Linked DNA regions of Mus musculus: region 1 is linked to region 2. The links are chromatin contacts, called in public HiChIP or PLAC-seq maps. All regions are on one chromosome and are shown on one strand. The core of a region is the stretch at or near the end of the contact, and the rest is flanking DNA. Distances in the headings are between cores, read along the strand shown. Region 1 has its middle 27 kb from the start of Nfkbia. Region 2 overlaps Prorp (protein only RNase P catalytic subunit).

What was found. HiChIP or PLAC-seq counts read pairs in DNA pulled down with a chosen protein or histone mark.
Region 1: an H3K4me3 HiChIP or PLAC-seq map of the SCID.adh cell line shows a contact between it and region 2, with 17 read pairs. The contact joins two enhancer-like sites. A contact is called at or near these places in 1 of 15 datasets of contacts at CTCF or cohesin (the NIH/3T3 cell line), 1 of 484 Hi-C or Micro-C datasets (liver) and 9 of 115 datasets of contacts at active chromatin or transcription factors (the 230-238 cell line, the SCID.adh cell line, bone marrow-derived macrophages and 5 more).

The regions. Positions count from the first base shown.
Region 1 is chr12:55,463,946-55,466,645 of GRCm38.p6, reverse strand. No RefSeq gene overlaps it. Among named protein-coding and RNA genes, the nearest start is that of Nfkbia, 27 kb to the left of the region's middle. Within about 2 kb of position 1,380, at least 320 of the 459 cell types and tissues checked have an H3K27ac peak or open chromatin away from gene starts, as enhancers often do. A contact at or near this core is called in the SCID.adh cell line and double positive thymocytes, where this site is marked.
Region 2 is chr12:55,353,723-55,356,422 of GRCm38.p6, reverse strand. All of the region lies in intron 4 of Prorp (protein only RNase P catalytic subunit), which reads right to left. Among named protein-coding and RNA genes, the nearest start is that of Psma6, 44 kb to the left of the region's middle. Within about 2 kb of position 1,307, at least 28 of the 459 cell types and tissues checked have an H3K27ac peak or open chromatin away from gene starts, as enhancers often do. A contact at or near this core is called in the SCID.adh cell line and double positive thymocytes, where this site is marked.

The DNA.
Region 1 (2,700 bases), core at 131-2,630, 110 kb before region 2:
CTGGCAGGGCCCTGCAACCCAGCGGCTGACTGATGCCTTCAGCAAGCAATGGGAATCTGTGGTTTGCTCATTCTGAACTGATGCAGCTGCTCACTCTGAGCCCCTCAGGGTGGGGAGGCACAGGCCAGGAGCCATTCATACTTCTGGGCAATTTGAAGTCATGTGCTGTGTGTCACCATGGCTGTGACTCAACCCACGGCTTGCCAAAGCTCTTTCACAAAGGGTGAAACTGCTCTGTAGGCGCTTTTTAAAGGAGGGCTCTCTGCCTCCTTCAACATGAGAAGAAAGCGACCTGTGCAGGAGATGGGCCTTTCCTGCTGTCAAGCGCAGCCGGCTCTCTCTCCCCAGCCCTGGGAGTTTTAACAATGGATTTGATGACTGAATGAACAACAGAGAAAAAGAATTGGCAAGGGGTTAGATCCCAAGAGCTTACACTGTTCCATGCATTCTTCCTTCCTGGGGAGGGAATGGGTCTAGAATGGCTGCCAGGAGGGGTCTGGTTCCCAGGGGAGGGCAAAGAGATCTATGTCTCATGGATGTGGGTCCATCCGCCTCCTTCCAAGAGAAAAGAGCAATCCCCTGTATCTAGATCTTTTCTAGAATAATAAATTTCTGGTGTTTGTTGAGGCCCTGAAAAGAGTCTTTCTATTATTGTTTTAGTATTATTGTGCTCCTTTAAAAAAAAAAAATGTGTAATGGCAGATGCCAAAAACCCAGGAGAAGCCAGCAGGGCCGGGCGTGCTGGGTAGGATGGGTGAGCAGCCACCCGTGGACCTCGGTCAAGCTGTACTCGGTCAGCCTGTCCGTGGTCAAGCTGCTCTGAAAGAGTGGGTGGAGGCTACTGCAGGCACCGTGGCTACAGCATCTCCACCTCCCCACTCTTCCTGCTTTGGGTGCTCCGTTGGGCGGGGCACTGTGGCTGGCGGACCTGCTGCCCGTCACAGCTTGCACGGACCACAGAGAGTGGGAGAAAGCCCCTCGGGCTCTGTTTGGCGTGGTTGGTGTGGCGTTTTTACTATTTTCCTTTTTCTTTCTTTACCTTCTGTGTAAACCACAGCTCATAATGGTCAGCCTGGCAGATGGAAACTGAAAGTCAGAGAGCATGTGGCACCTGAGACGCTCCCAGGAAAGCAGATGGCATGACAGCTAGGATTGGGTAAAGAACGGTCCTTGGCCTACCCTGGTGGCATATAGATCACCTTTCAGGTTCTGCCATCTAGATACTCAGAAGAAGGGGGTGGACACCAAAGGTTGGGTCTCTGAGGCACAAGGGCAATAAAGACATAAGCAGTTTAATTAGGCTGATCATACCAATGGCCAGACTGCACAGCCAAGCAGATCGTACTCAGAACTCAAGTTTGCTGTGTTTCCAGGACAGGTGGCCCCTGCCACTCCAGCTGCATGACTTCTCCTTGGTGGGGCCTCCCACAGCTGAGCTTTTACACCAAAACAAATAAAACAAAAGCTCTTCAGGCAAAACTGCTTTCAAAGACTGCTGTCTCTAAAAGGAAATTGACATGACATTTTCCCACAAGAAATTCAAAGAATCGCAATCGCGATTACTCAGAGCTCCTTCTCCACATTCTTGTGAACATTTGAGAAATTCCCAGTGCCTCCCGTTGTCGTCAGTCCGGGAAGCCTGGCGTGCCCAGCCCCACAGATCATAGCAACTGAGCTCATAGCAACTGCACAAACCACCGTGTGACGAGTGCGTGCATGTGTGTGTGTGTGTGTGTGTGTGTGTGTGTGTGTGTGTGTGTGTGTGTGTGTTCTCTCGATTGCGAATGCATGCGCAGGTGTGTGTTTGGACATATGTGGGTGTGTTACTTTGTTTGATAAGGAGAGGAAATGCAAATAAAGAAGAAATGACTTCTGGTAAATTTGGGTCTGAAAACTAACTGTCCCTTTCATCTCAGAGCCTTCCTCTTGAGGCTTTCTTCCGCTGAAGCAGTTTTCCAGGACACTCAGAGACACGCAGCCTCTTCCGTGAATAATCCTGTGAGACCTCCTACTTTGGGTATCAAATTAACTTCATGCCCAGCGACTCTTGAAGGAAGAAGAGCCTATTGGCCACTAGCCTACGTCCAGGGCAAAGTGAAACTGCTGTGAAAACCTGGCAAGTCTTGGCAACTGCCAGGAATGCTGCCAACAAAGGAGAAAGGGCCTGTCAAGCCCTCCCCTTGCGCTCTGTGGAGACAGACAGCTCACCTTGGGTTTCCTCAGACACATCTGTGGGAAGCTGAAGAGTGTTGGCAGGTGAACGTCTGTCTCAATTCCTAAGGAATCAAAAAATAAGACATGAAATAGGAGCGACAGGAAGGATGGAGGGGAGGGGAAACGAATAGAGGAGGGAGGCTCAGAGCTGGAACTGCAGATCTGTGTAGCAGGACCAGCTGCAGGCTAAAGAGCACAGCAAGCTCGTAGGCCGGCCTGCGCCCGGAATTCCAGGCAGTCGTTGGCTACACAGTGAGTCCAGCTCGGAAAAACAGCAACAACAAAACCCTGGTGCCCACCGCTTAGATTACTATCTCTCTCTCTCTCCCTTCCCAGGGCCTTGCTGCTAGGCAACTGCTCAACCACACAGCTACATCCCCAGCCCACTCCTTGAAATGTGAACAGTCTGAAATAAAGTAGGCTATCATATGTGCTGGGCTTCAAAGGCTTAGTAAGAACAAAAGAGGAGTGTAGCTACTTGTGACC
Region 2 (2,700 bases), core at 58-2,557:
ACCTGGCTATACAGTAGAATATGGGATAGTCTGGGCCTTTCTCAAAGAAATATAACAGGGGCCAATGTGATGGCTCAGAAGCTAAAGGTGTTTCCATCCAAGTCTGATGATCTGGGTTTGAGACCCAGGACTCACGTGGTGGAAAGACAAAACTGGTTTCTATGAGTTGACTTCTGGCTACATACGTGTTGTGGCATGCTCCATCCCCATAAACAAACAAACAAATCCACAGTAAGCAGACAAGCCAAACAAGCTGCTCACACTTCTAATGAGCCCCTTCCTACATGTCAGTGTTTACCTGATTGGCCCCACAACTATAGAGTTATCTGAGACCTACGACACTGGTTACCCTGTCTACATCACAATTAATGATGTCCTCAGAGAGTCAATCTCCATGAGAAAAATAGAACAACAACTTTACATAGGATTTGTTTCAGTTATTGCATTCCAAAGAGAAAATGAGCATGTAATGTGATTTCTGGGGGGAAAGAGGGTTTGGGAGGGGTGTTGGTTTGTTTTTGTCAACTTGACACAAGCTACAGTCATCTGAGATGAGGGGACCTCAATGGAGGAAAGGCCTTTATTAGACTGGCAAGCCAGTGAAGCCTCTTCCTAATTGATGACTGACGTGGGAGGGCCCAGACCACCGTGGGCAGTACCACCCTGGACAGTACCACCATGGGCAGTACCACCCTGGACAGTACCACCATGGGCAGTACCACCCTGGACAGTACCACCGTGGGCAGTACCACCGTGGGCAGTACCACCGTGGGCAGTACCACCGTGGGCAGTACCACCGTGGACAGTACCACCCTGGACAGTACCACCAAGGGCAGTACCACCCTGGGCAGTACCACCCTGGACAGTACCACCCTGGACAGTACCACTGTGGGCAGTACCACCCTGGGTGTGTGGTCCTGGGTGCGCAGGAAAGCAAACTGAACAGGCCATGCAGAATAAACCATTAGGCAGCATTACTCAATGGTTTCTGCTTCAGTTCCTGCCTCCAGGTTCCTGTCTTGGCTTCTCTCAGTGGACTGTGATATGTAAGTCAAATAAACCCTTTTCTCCATAGTTGCATATTGCCATGGTCTTTATTACAACTAGGCAGGAGGTCAGATCATGGCTGAAGAGACTGGAGTGGAAATTTGATTTAGTAAGAAGCTTTGTGTTTAATATATCTAGAGGATCCAGGGAAATTAACCGAGAGAGTATTTCAAATGAACCTTACTCCCTAAGGAACCCAACCACTGACCATCCTCAAATCGCACATGAACTGATATTTTTTTATACATGTACTGCCACCTACAGGACACGCAGGAATTAGGATGCTCGGGTACAGTGTACAGTGTGGGAGGGTGTGAAATGGAAAGCTGGCATATGACAGCCTGAAGTCCTCATGGTCATTTACTAACTTATCTTAACAGTATTTATTTTTCTGTCCCCCCCCCCAGGGGGCATTACTATATAGCTCAGGACATCTGATCCTCCTGCCTTTGTCTTTTATACTTGTTTAAAAATACCTACATTTAGAGGCTAGCCTGGGCTACATTGTAAGACCATCTCAAAACCCAAACCAAACCAACCCCCAACTTTCCTGTAATTCCAGCACACTGGCGGCAGAGGCAACAAGTCTGCTGTGCTCTAAGGCCAGCCTGGTCTATTACTATGAGTTTCGTGCCAGCTAGAAGAACACAAGGCCTTGACTCTAAAAACATACAAAAACCCCAAAGCCAAAATCTGAACAAAAGTATTCAAGGTTACACTGTGTCTACTTACCCTCAGCAAGGAAAGGCCTTGATAGAACAGACTGGTTACTATCAGTAAACAGAACTAGTGCAAAGGCAGCATTTAGAGTCCTAAGTTGTGCCAGGCAATGAGAAGCTGGGGGAAGTATAAAGGGGCCCTGCTGCTCAGGGAGAGAGGACAGAGAAGGAGGAAGAGCCTGAAGCTCACAGACATGCTTGGCTCCCAGGTGCACACTGCAGGAACCTGTAAGAACACCCCAGGTCTCAGGCAGCGTCACGCTCCCAAGGATACCCCATACCAGTGTGTTAAACTGCTATACACTGTCTGATGCATAACTAAGAGGAATCCATTACAATGACTTCTTAAAATTTGTTAAACAAGATCTACCCGCCATAGTTCAAGTGTTTATTTAAGGCACATCTTTCCTAGGCTGTTGGCTCACACCTAGATCCTCAACAGGCCAAGGGAGACAGCTTGCTGAGAGTTTACGGAAGGTCTGAGCTGAGACTGAGCCTCCATTTAAAAACAAAACAAAATCAGACAAAAGTCAACTCAGTACTTTGAAGGTGTCTGGATGGATGCACACGGTGTGAGAATAGCATGTAGCGTTTACATTTTCCTGTTTCCTAAGGAGCTCTGGTCTGTCCTCCCCAGGATTTCTAACTCTGCCTGCACAGTGCTGGTTACAATCCCTGCACCTGGGGACAGTCTGCTTGCTTAGGTTCCTTACGTGCTAAATTTCTCCAAATTTGCTCAGCCTTTGTGGAAATGAGAGGCAAGAGGGGCTGTCTCACTACCTACATTATATGTATGACAGTAAACACTGATGACGTAGGTGCCAAAGTCTAACATTATCTCAATCAATCAATCAATCAATAAATAAATAAGAAAGAGCTTCCCTCCACAGAGACAAGAAGTATACTCAATAATGAACACGGTGGAGTCTTCTAA